Regions from separate parts of the Sus scrofa genome. Here all the other regions are linked to region 1. The links are chromatin contacts, called in public Hi-C maps. All regions are on one chromosome and are shown on one strand. The core of a region is the stretch at or near the end of the contact, and the rest is flanking DNA. Distances in the headings are between cores, read along the strand shown. Region 1 overlaps TLN2 (talin-2). Region 2 overlaps TLN2 (talin-2). Region 3 has its middle 18 kb from the start of TLN2.

The links. Hi-C and Micro-C count contacts between places; a contact is called where the count stands out from the background.
Region 2: a contact with region 1 is called in a Hi-C map of skeletal muscle, with 4 times the contacts expected there. The contact joins two enhancer-like sites. A contact is called at or near these places in 2 of 47 Hi-C or Micro-C datasets (liver and skeletal muscle).
Region 3: a contact with region 1 is called in a Hi-C map of heart right ventricle, with 2.1 times the contacts expected there. The contact joins two enhancer-like sites. A contact is called at or near these places in 1 of 5 promoter capture datasets (liver), 2 of 47 Hi-C or Micro-C datasets (heart right ventricle and omental adipose tissue) and 1 of 2 datasets of contacts at active chromatin or transcription factors (skeletal muscle).

What each region holds. Positions count from the first base shown.
Region 1 is chr1:109,512,837-109,516,617 of Sscrofa11.1, forward strand. All of the region lies in intron 2 of TLN2 (talin-2), which reads right to left. Among named protein-coding and RNA genes, the nearest start is that of TLN2, 170 kb to the right of the region's middle. Within about 2 kb of position 2,260, at least 8 of the 83 cell types and tissues checked have an H3K27ac peak or open chromatin away from gene starts, as enhancers often do. A contact at or near this core is called in skeletal muscle, where this site is marked.
Region 2 is chr1:109,372,540-109,376,761 of Sscrofa11.1, forward strand. The region is part of intron 11 of TLN2 (talin-2); the gene reads right to left. Among named protein-coding and RNA genes, the nearest start is that of MIR190A, 150 kb to the left of the region's middle. Within about 2 kb of position 2,107, at least 26 of the 83 cell types and tissues checked have an H3K27ac peak or open chromatin away from gene starts, as enhancers often do. A contact at or near this core is called in skeletal muscle, where this site is marked.
Region 3 is chr1:109,696,313-109,700,644 of Sscrofa11.1, forward strand. No RefSeq gene overlaps it. Among named protein-coding and RNA genes, the nearest start is that of TLN2, 18 kb to the left of the region's middle. Within about 2 kb of position 3,074, at least 5 of the 83 cell types and tissues checked have an H3K27ac peak or open chromatin away from gene starts, as enhancers often do.

The DNA.
Region 1 (3,781 bases), core at 1,010-3,509:
CCTCCCAACCACCCCAAGATTGAATCAATGAGTTATCTTCACTGTCTAAGCTAACTCTGGTTTTCTTTTATCCAAAGCATCATAACACATGCCCACTCCTGCCTTTCAAGCTGACCTTTCCCTATTCTCTTAGCACATAAAAAGATCTACTATTCCAAGAATCTGCATGCTGTCCCCCTACATATCTCATGCACTCCCACCTCCACACCTATGTGTGTCATTATCCTGCCTAAAATGTTCTTCTCTTGATCTCTTTAATGCAAATCTTGTCTGGTCTTCTAGACTCAGGCTGGAGTCCATATCCTAAGCTTGTATTTTTTGTGATCCTTCCACAGAGTCTCAGACTGGAAATCAAGCTCTCTATATACTTCTGCAACCTTCTAAACAGCCCTTTGCACAATGTCTTCTGGTGACACAAGACAATAAATCTCTTTAGGCAAATTCAAAATGTGATTTAAACCTCCTGCTCCCTGCCAGTCATACCTTCTTATTTCACAAGGCAATGTACAAGATAGAAAGGCATTTCAGATGCAACAGATTTCAACATTACACAGTTGGCCATGGTCCTGGCACATTTCACAACCAGACTGGCAGCAACAACTGGAGGAAGATCAGAAATTCATCAGGCTGCCCTCCCATATGCAGATCACTGAAGTCCTTCCAGGGAAGGTGCAGACTAACTCTGAGGTTGAAAAAGTAAAGTCCCCGACTTTCGCAAACATCTGTATAAAATCATCCTAAGGGCAACACCAGAGTAGAAAACAGGAAAGCACAGGCCACGGCATTCACAGAACAATAGGCTCCAATCACCTCCCAAGCTTTTTACATCCCCTTTCATGCTTGCAGGCCCAAGTCCCTGTAGAGCACCATACATCTGTAAGATTTTAAGGAGGGACATGAAATAAACAGAGCCTGAGATTTGATTTCTCCCCACCACAGAGATAATTGGGAAATAATGAGTAAAGTTGAAGAATGATGTCAGGACCCATTTCCATTGAAGATGGCAACAAGAACATGAGAACCTTTGCGTGTTCATATGCAAGCAGCAAAGATGCTGATATAGCTATTGGATTGATGTTATCCTGGCCACTCATGGTCAACCCTTTGGTGTGTGGCATGTCAGGTCTCCTACCTGCCCAAGGATTTTGATGTCCCATTTGTGGTCTATATTAATAGCATCTGAACATGTTTTCAACAGGTTACAGAAATAGAGGGGTTGTCTGACAAAATTTATACCACCACTATAAATGAACTTGAGAGTAAAGCAATATCTTTCCAATGTGTATATACCTACAATGATTGAGAGCTTAGTAAACAGTTAACCCTCCTCTCCTAGAGACCAGCAATTTCTTTGATCAATGGACAGAGTTATCTGTTCAATACTGTTGCTTCATCCTCTTTCTCCCCCAATTAACACTGCTTTCTCTTCTTGGGTTTTAAATGGGTTCTGAAGAGGTTCCCAGATTGTCTGCAGGTGCCAGTAAATGAAATGCAATATTACAGATCAAAGGCTTATCAACTGAAACATTCCATGTCTTTCATAGTCTCTGCATATCACAATAATTACCACAAGGAATTTAGTTCTACTAGTTGCTCAAGTCTATAAATGCTTCCAAAATTGTACTTTATTGTCAGCCACGTGGCTACTGGAGATGGATCTCAAAGTGCTTCCTGTTCTAATGGGCCCTGTCTTGGCTCTGTAGCCAGTAACCAACCTGGTTTTGCCTTTCTACCTGCACTGTCCATTGTACCGAGATGGCTTGGTGAACCATCATCGCTGGCCTAGACCCTCGCTGGATCTGTATGCTAAGAAGGGCCTTCTCTCCTGTTCCTGGGACTGGACAGAAAGAGTAAACCTCAGAACAAAGGGAAGTTAGGAAACCTGCCTCCTGAAAAGCAAGTCTGGAACACCACATTTTCTGCTTCTCCTTTCAAAAACGTCTCACAAGTTCACAACTGTGGAATGAAACATGTAATAACCAAAATTAACATGGCAAAAACAGAAGGTTGAATCCAACAGCTGTTGTTTCATTAAGAGGAAAACAACAACCAATCATCACTACAAAAATCTCTGTCCACACTTTTAAATCCATTCCCTGAATTCAGCAGAGGCAGATCAGCCATGTCCCAACTCAACTCTCTGGCTTTGTGCTAAAGGGGAAGTCCCCATCAAGAATCTCTGTCAGTAAAGCCATGTGGTTTTCAGCAACTGCTTTTCTTTGTCACCAGCAGGTCATGAGAGCCCCTTCACAGATGCAGGAGGCTGAAGTCAGTGCCTATTTCCCTCCCCACAACATCTGCCAAACAGACCAGCCACACTCCTATCAGAGGACCTGCTCTTGCCTTAAGAAGCAAAAGGACTATTCCCCTCTCATCAAGTTTCCAGTCCTTCAGAATGTTCCAGCCTGACCTGAAGTCCTACATGCCTGGTTCTACTACCTCACAGAACCAGCAGAATACAGAAAGGAAACATCCAAAGACCTGTGACTCACAGAGATAGCCAGGTCCTGCCCTGGTGCTCTTTCCAAAGCATGTTCAAAGAACTGACAGGATTAGTCTGGGACACAAACATCCTCGGCTTCGAGCTGCTATTCTGGGTACCCATTTATTTATTTATATTATTTATCAAGTGCCCAGTTGGAACAAGGTACTGTCAACACACGCCACCCAGGCTAGGCTTGCACAGGGTCACCAGTGCATGCAGAGTGGTATGAAGTTCAGGCCTCTGTCCAAGAACAATTGTTCCTCATTGATTTAGATGAGCATATAAGGATATGCAAATTTATCAAAGATTTTCAGCCTCTGCTATGCCTGGAAAACTTGGTAAATAACACATCTATACACATGGATACGATATACCATGCAGATGCAGGGTTAAAATGGGGTTTCCTCACTGGAAATATTTCCTACCTTATTAACCTACCTTTTCCCCACTATTTCTTTCCTAGTCTACAGAAGGTTGACTTGCCCCCCAATGCCTTAATCATTATCACAACATGCAATTTATGAAAAAAAAGCAAAGAAATGTACTGTTTTTCATTCCCTATTTTTCATTCCCTTTGTCAATAGAAGAAAAATCATAATACACATATCAAACTGTTCCTTGGGGTCACCCCCAAATGTTCATTGACTTAGGCTATTGATGCCATGACTATGTTGCCCTGAAAAGCAACAAGGCAAACCAGAACAAAGCTAACTTACCATGAAACCGTTTCTTTGGTTCCATTACAAGTCACCGTGCAAAGAGCACAGTGATTTTTTTTTTCGTAACTCTACTCAAACTTGTTTTGAAAAGGTTTTTCTCCCCAGAAGAGGAGCCAATCAGAGGGTGGAAGGCGAAAAGACAATGTGTAGGATGGCTGGGTGGCATATCAGTTAGGAATGGTTGCTCTAGTAAATGAAAAATGTCCCAAAGCAGATCAGAGCCTAGAATCTTTGCAAGGCTATGGAACTCATGTCTATCCTTTTCAGAAAGATAGGATCCTTCCTGTCCACACTGTGGGCTTTTTTTCCCAGGCATCTGATGACAAGCTGTTCTAGAAAGACCTGATAAACCTCACTCCTTCCTTTTCGGTTAGCATGATGTAGAATCTTTTGGAATGACCCATGAAAAGATGGCTGAGGATAGAGATGTCCCACAGGAGGCACAGACTACCAGTCCTGCGAGTGTAGAGAAAGGGGCACTCTGAGCTCGAGGAGGTCAAAGGAACCAGGCAAGAGGTTCAGAGCTGGCCTTGGACCACCCTGTGCACATCTATTACAGGTACTAAGACCCTCCCAA
Region 2 (4,222 bases), core at 857-3,356, 140 kb before region 1:
GGGCCGCACCTGCAGCATATGGAGGTTCCCAGGCTAGGGGTCTAATCGGAGCTGTAGCCACCGGCCTGTGTGCCAGAGCCACAGCAATGCCAGATCCAAGCCACGTCTGCGACCTACACCACAGCTCACAGTAATGCCGGATCCTTAACCCACTGAGTGAGGCCAGGGATCGAACCCGAAACCTCATGGTTCCTAGTCGGATTCATTAACCACTGAGCCACAACGGGAACTCCCTGATACATCTTAAAGAAAGAGAAGGGAACAAAAAGAAAGAGACCTCACCATAAACAAAATTAAAGGAAAATAACTGGGAAATAAATATTTTACAACAAATAGGATGATAAGAGATTTTGTATACTTTATATATGAAAGGTTATCAAAAATCATCAAACATAAGTGGCAAAGAACACGAACAGAAAATGTGTTTAAAATAATAAAATAGATAATAAGCAATAAGCAACAATTAGATAAATATTCATGTATATATCATAGTTTTTAAAAAATGAACACTCAGGATTAAAGAAGGTATGAAGGGGGACCACTCTTGATGGGCACTTAAAATAGAGGCCTTTATGAAGAAAATTTGTTAATACCCACTCAAAGCTTTAAAAAATGTTCCGGAGTTCCTGTCATGGCTCAGTGGAAATGAATGTGACTAGAGTCCATGAAGATGCAGGTTCAATCCCTGGCCTTGCTCAGTGTGTTAAGAAGCTGGCATTGCTGTGAGCTATGGTGTAGGTCACAGACCTGTCTCAGATCTGGCATGACTGTGGCTGTGGTGTAGGCCGGCAGCTGTAGCTCCAATTCCACCCCTAGCCTGGGAACCTCCATATGCAGTGGGTGTGGCCCTAAAAAGTCAAAAAAAAAAAAAAAAAAAATTCCTACTTTTAACCCAACTTCTTCTAGAAAATTAAGAAGTCATAAATGTACATAAAGACTACGTTGCAGTAAGGTGCAACCAGAGTTTTATCACAGTGAAAAAATAGAAATAACCAAAAATTTCAACAAGAGATTTGATCAATAAATTGTGGTATATCCAAATAACAAAATAATCTACAGCTACTAAAAATTATATTGTAGGAAAACAATTGGACTCAATAAATTATCCACATTAAAAATAAAAAAACCAGTTCCCATTGTGGCTCAGCAGTAACAAACCTGACTAGTATTCATGAGGATGCAGGTTTGATCCCTGGCCTCACTCAGTGGGTTAAGGATCCGGTGTTGCTGTAAGCTGTGGTGTAAACCGGCCGCTGTAGCCATGATTTGACCCCTAGCCTGGGAACCTCCATATGCCACAGGTGTGGCCCTAAAAAGACAAAAAAATAAATAAAATAAACAAAACAGTGTGTAGAGCATCCTACATGAAATAAAATTTTAAATAAATCTTTTAGAAAATTACATGATAAAAATAACAGTAATGATCATCTCATAGGATGTGTACCATTTTCTTGTGCTTTCCCTCATTCCAAAAACGTAACTTAACACACATTTCTGTTGTTCTCAAGAAAAAAAAAAAGTTTTCAAAAACACTTGCTGAAACTTAGCCATACCCACACCACTATTACCAGAGGAATATACACACAATGAGCACCTAGTATGTATGTATACGTGGGTGTGTGTACAATGGGATGGGCACTTAAGCCGGGAGTGTGACAGATAATAAATATCACCATCAATGTTCAGAACATCCTCCAAATGCTGACATCATCGTCATCAACATCATCATCACCATCCCCATCTTGAAATGAAGGGACCAGCAACTTGTCCGAAGCAAACAGTAGTTAAGTGATAAAGCCCAGATTAGAACGCAGATTCGAGAAGCTTAGAAACATCTCTGACTTCAAGAGACTGTCTACCACAGCATACTAGTTCTGATGGAAGCAATTAGAGAAAAGGCAAAAGCACTCCTCCTATCCCCTGTGGGCGGTTCATAAACCGTCAGACAGGGAAGGTCATGGCACACCTCCAGCTTCCTCCCAAGAGGAGGAGATAAAGGCAGTAGGAATCTGTGTGGGTGTCTGGCGAGGGGACTACGGCACTGTGAGAACCTCCCAGTCCTTAGGAAAAACTCAGAGACGAGTCAGGTTCTTTGTAGAGAGGCCAGTTCCACAAGGGGTGAAATCAGCCCAGCATGGGCCATGCCCGTGCATCTCACTTGGCTTCAGGAGCCACAGAGACTGCGGTGGAAAGGTTCCAGGCTGCTCGTTTAGTCACACAGGGTTGGCACCAGCCCAGCCCAGGAAGGAGATCAGAAATAAAATATGGTTTGCAGCTGCTGCCTGCCTCCTTTCCCATCTGCACCTCCCCAGTGAGGGGCTCTGGTGGGGGGCGGGGGGGAACATAGGGTCGTGATGGATTGCCCCAACTCCTGTCGAGATCATTCTGGCCTAGGAGAGGAAGCCGAAGTGAACAAGCAAACAACTGACAGCGGGCATTCCATCAGAAGGTCACGACTGGGGAGGATATATGAGGAACTCAGAAAATACTGTCACTCAGCAACAGAGACCACCATCAAGCAACAATTCAGCGGCTACCCACCAAATGCAAAGCAGCTGGAGAAAGTTAAATATCGAGGGGCTTGGCTCTGTGCGAGTGAGGTCGGGTCGCCCCTGACCAAGGACCGGCCTTAGACCCTCCGGGGCAGACTTGCATGTTAGAAGGCAGTCCATAGGCTATAAGGCTTCCCCTTCCTCCCTGTATCTCGAATCTCAGTCCAACCTTCAACTACAGACACTAGCATCCTTTTATCTCTGGGAGAAAAAAGCAGGTTAGGCAGGCCAGTGAAGACCAACACATCTCTCATACTCAGACACATGCAGACTGTGGCTGCGACTTTGCTGGCTACATAGCAACGTCTCTCTCCAAGCAGTCCTCATTAGGTTGGTTTTGTTTTGGCAACATGTTGAGTTTGGGTAACTTAAAGGCAGGAGAAGGTACTCATTCAACCAAGGAGAGGCAGGATCCACTAGTGAGCCCTGCCCCTCCTCTTGCAAGCACATCTCATTATAGTGGGTTCAGCCCCGGCAGCTGGCTCTGATCAAGCCTGCTCTGCCTCAGGCTCTTCTCACAGGTGTGGATATTGGCCGATTCTGACATCACCTGTGTCTTACATCAGATTCAGACGAGGGTGGAGGAATGCCAAGGGGCTGAGCTTTTGGCAGGCTTTGGCCCTAGGCCCAACTTCAATATGGCCTAAGTCCGTGATCCAGCTGTGCTCACTAGAGTTCTACGCTGGTTTCCTGCCAAGTACTGCCTTGTGGCTTTGCTGTGTCATCAGTATGCTTTTTTCTTTTGAGAGGGATGGCTGCTCAAAAGCAAAATGGTGTTAAAGACCCTGTTCATTAGCCATCTCTGTCCCTAAAAACAAGTGTTGATCCATTTTTGACTTAATTCATGATTCTGAGATGCTCTCACAGTTCAGGTGAGAAGAGAGTAAACACTCCCCAGGCCTCTCATCTCTAGGCTCTGGTTGTGGTTGCAAGGAAAGTTAAAGGCAAATTTATGCATCAGAAGGTTTACACAAGGATATCTTGGAATGAAACAAGATCCTTTGCAAGTCATGGAAAGTGCCTTACCATTCCTTATGGAGTTTTAAAAAACTAAGATAAACTGCAAGGATCTCAATGAAAGAGGAAGACTGCAGATGTTTATAGCTTGCATTTATTGAGATCATTTTATGCATCTTCTATATTATTTCCTTTAAACCTCAAAAAAAGTCAGCATTGTAGGTGCATAAACTGAAGATTGGAGATGGAAGGTAAAGTAACTTATCCATGGTCAAACCAAATGGCAAAGCCAGAATCCAAATGTATTCTTAGCCACTGAGAACTCTGCCACATGAGGGACTCATTACAGATATCCTCTCTGGCAGGGTCAGCAAACTACATCAGGTGCTAAATCCAGTTTGCTGCCCCCCTTTCGTGGGGGGCCCTGAGAGCTAAGAGTGGATTTTCCATTTTTAAATGGATGAAAAAAATTTAAAAAGGGAGAAGTGAAAATCATACGAAGGTGAAATTTCAAACTCCATAAATACAGCTTTGGGAACATAACCATGCTCATTTATATACATACTGACGACTGCTTTCAGGCTATACATGCAGAGTGGCACAATGAGCCAAGCTGAAGGTATTGCCTATATGGCCCTTTACTAAAAAAGTTTTCCAACTCCTGCTCTGCGTCGTGGACTCTAAAAGCAAATTAAAAGTTGCAGGACTCAGGG
Region 3 (4,332 bases), core at 1,824-4,323, 180 kb after region 1:
TGACTGAATTGGGTCACTGCTCCATAAATTCAATTGTCGGTGTCTCACCTGTGGAAATGCCTGGAAATACTTGACTGCTCATGCTGAGAGCAGCAGAGCTGGGCTGTATTCGTATGTCCTTAGGGTTTCTTCTCCAAATTGTGTGTTACTAATAAACAGTAAAACTGATTCTGCCAATCACATGCCAAACAGTGGAGATTTAAAGAAAAAAAATGCTTGGTTTTTTATTGATATGCAGCTGATTTACAATGTTGTGTTAGTTTCAGGTGTATAGCAAAATGATTCATACATATATTCTCATATATATATATATTTTTTTTCAAATTCTTTTCCCTTATAGGTTATTACAAAATATTGAGTTTTATTCCCTGTGCAATACAGTAGTACCTTGTTGGGTATTTATCGCATATATCATAGTGGGTGTACAGGTTTTTTTTGGTCTTTTTTTTTAGGGCCGCATTTGAGGCATATGGAGGTTCCCAGGCCTGGGGTTGAATCGGAGCTATAGCTGCCGGCCTACGCCACAGACACAGCAACATGGAATTTGATTCATGTCTACGACCTATACTATAGCTCTCAGCAATGCCGGAGCCTTAACCCACTGATGGAGGCCAGGGATTGAACCTGTGTCCTCATGGTTCCTAGTCAGATTCGTTTCCATAGCACCACAATGGGAACTCCAGTAGTATGTGTATGTTAATCCCAAACTCCTAATTTATCCCTCCCCCCTTCCCTTTCCCTTTGGTAATCATAAGTTTGTTTTCTATGTCTGTGTTTTCTATATAAGTTAAATTGTACCTTTTTTTTTTTTTTTTTGTCTTTTCAAGGCCCGCACCCTTGGCTTATGGAGGTTCCCAGGCTAGGGGTCAAATCAGAACTGTGGCCGCCAGCCTACACCAGAGACACAGCAACGCGGGATCCGAGCCGCCGGTCTGCAACCTACACCACAGCTCATGGCAATGCTGGATCCTTAACCCACTGAGCTAGGCCAGGGATTGAACACGCAACCTCATGGTTTCTAGTCGGATTCGTTTACTGAGCCACGATGGGAACTCCAAATTGTACCTTTTTTAAAGATTCTACATATAAATGAAATGTTTATGGGTATATCCCACATCCTTTTCCTATTAAAAAGTTTACTTACAAAGTTAATTTTCTTCTAAAACTAGATTTTAAATTTTCTCTTTTTTATTTTATGATTTGCAAGTCAAATTCTGTTTCACAGTAAGAGGGTAGAATTCCATAAAAAACACAGAAACATTTATCTTTATAATACAATTATTTTAAAATACCAGGAATTCCTGTCATGGGTCAGTGGAAACGAATCCGACTAGTATCCATGAGGATGTGGGTTCAATCCCTGGCCTCTCTCAGTGGGTTAAGGATCCTGCATTGCTGTGAGCTGTGTGTAGGTCACAGACATGGCTCGCATCCTGCGTTGCTGTGGCTGTGGTGTAGGCTGGCAGCTGCAGCTCCAATTTGACCCCTAACCTGGGAACCTGCATATGCTGCAGGTGTGGCCCTAAAAAGCAAAACGAAATAAAATAAAATAAAATACCAAATACCAAAGGGAACAGGTAGTGGGGGAGGGATGGATTGGAGGTTTGGAATTGGCATGTACACACCATTGTATATGGAATAGATGGTCAACAGGGACTTGTTACATAGCACAGGGAACTCTATCCAATATTCTGTGATAACCTATATGGGAAAAAAATCTGAAAAAGAAAGGATATGAGTATGTGTATAACTGAATCACTTGGTTGCACAGCAGAAATTATCACAACATTGTAAATCAACTATACTTCAATAAAACTTAAAAAAAAATCTCTCAGTCCTCATGGGAATGTTGAGGTTGGAAAAAAGAAAACAAATAACCAGATAATTAACATAAAATATACTGATCTTTCCTTTCTCACCCCAATCTCTTAACTCCCTACTCTGAATGAGTTCAGTAGCTAGAAGGTAGTGGTTAATTTTCTGACCAAATCTATGTCATTATTAGTCACATATTCAGGTGACTTTATCTATCAATTACCTGTTGTTATATCACAAGTCATCCCAAGTTTGGTGGATTAAACTATAACTTTTTTTTTTTTTGGCTATCAAATGATTTTTTTATTACTCAAATGAATTTATCACATCTGTAGTTGTATAATGATCATCACAACCCAATTTCACAGGATTTCCATCCCATAACCCAAGCACATCCCCCCACCCCCCAAACTGTTTCCTCTGGAGACCATAAGTTTTTCTTTTTTTTTTCTTTTTTTTTTTTTTTTGTTGTTGTTGTTGCTATTTCTTGGGCCGCTCCCGCGGCATATGGAGGTTCCCAGGCTAGGGGTTGAATCGGAGCCATAGCCACCGGCCTACGCCAAAGCCACAGCAACGCGGGATCCGAGCCGCGTCTGCAACCTACACCACAGCTCACGGCAACGCCGGATCGTTAACCCACTGAGCAAGGACAGGGACCGAACCCGCAACCTCATGGTTCCTAGTCGGATTCGTTAACCACTGCGCCACAACGGGAACTCCCATAAGTTTTTCAATGTCTGTGAGTCAGCATCTGTTCTACAAAGAAGTTCAGTCTGTCCTTTTTTCAGATTCCACATGTCAGTGAAAGCATTGGATGTTGGTGTCTCATTGTATGGCTGACTTCACTTAATATGATAGCTTCTAGGTCCATCCATGTTGCTAAAAATGCTGGTATTTCGTTCTTTTTAATGGCTGAGTAATCTTCCATTGTGTATACGTACCACATCTTCTTGATCCACTCCTCTGTCGATGGATGTTTAGGTTGTTTCCATGTCTTGGCTATTGTAAATAGTGCTGCAAAGAACATCGGAGTACATGTGTCTAAACTATAACTATTTCTTATCTCACAGTTTCTGTAGGTCAAGAATCCCAGAGCAGCTAAATGGTGTGATATGGCCTGAGGCCTCTCATGAGGTGGCAGCTATGATGTCTCCCAGACCCACAAGGCTGACTCAGGGCTTGACTGTGGCTGAAGGATCTGCTCCCAAAGCGGCTCATTCACGTGCCTGGCAAGTTAGGGCTCGTTGTTGGCAGGAGGCCTCAGTTCCGTCCATCATGGACCTCTGCATGAGTGTCCTTTGGCAGTTGGCTTGCCCCAGAGGGAGTGACTCCAGACAGCAAGACAGAAGCCACAATTCTTTTTATAACCTAACTTCTGCTGTCTCACTTCATCATTTCTGCACTGATCCATGTGAGAGAAGTGTGAAGACCATAAATAAAAGAATCAGAAGTGAAAGTCTCCTGGGTTGCATGGGGTTGATACTAAGCAAGGCAACAAGTAGGAAGGGCCTTCAGAGAGATATAGAGGGAGCTTCAGGGTGAGAGAGGCGCTTCGGAAGGTTTCCGATTCTGGTTCTCGATTTTTTTTGGTCTGAGGTGGTTTAGTGTGTTTTTTCCCCTAACTTTTTACCAACAGTCACAACTAATGCTATTGAGGATATTTTAAAAAAGAAGAAAGTCAAGTCTGGAAAAGTTACCACCTGAAAAGGCTGCTTGCAAAATTAAAAATGTTTTAGTTCTCCAGAGAAATACATTTCACATGTAAAAATCCAATTGTGGAGTTCCCATTGTGGTTCGGCAGAAACAAATCCGACAAGTTTCCATGAGGATGCGGATTTGATCCCTGACCTCGCTCAGTGGGTTGGGGATCCAGCGTTGCCATGAGCTGTGGTGGAGGTCACAGATGTGGCTGGGATCCCGACTTGCTATGGCTGTGGTGTAGGCTGGCAGCTGCAGCTCCGATTCAACCCCTAGCCTGGGAGCTTCCACAAGCCAAGAGTATGGCCCCTAAAAAAAAAAAAAAAATGCAATCCTATATCCAGTATACCTGGATTTGGATAAATAAGCTCCTAGGCTTGCCTGAATACTTTGTCGTTTGACTGGTTGTGAGAACAATTTTCCTAGAGTCTTTTTTTTGGAATTGGAAGCCTAGGAGGCAGGGATTATCATATTGGAAATACATTTTGAAATGGATCAGAACTACATTTGTAAGTTTTCCTCAACTCTGAGCATCTAGGCTTTCAATAAACTATTTCCTTAGCTAAGAAATAGCATGGGAGGAAGCGAAACCCTGGATCAGAATCCTACAGACCAGAGTTCTAATCTGATGTGACCCTCTGTACGACACCCTGGGCTCACTCCTTCCATAGGAATACATGGCTGACAATGCTCTTCTTCTTCTGAATTGAGTAAGAGTAATAATATTGAAGGGACCCGTTATTCTTGACTAGCTCACCCAAGGATTAAAGAATGGGCCTATTTAAGGCTCTGGATGGAATCAGTGGACAAAGAGAAAGA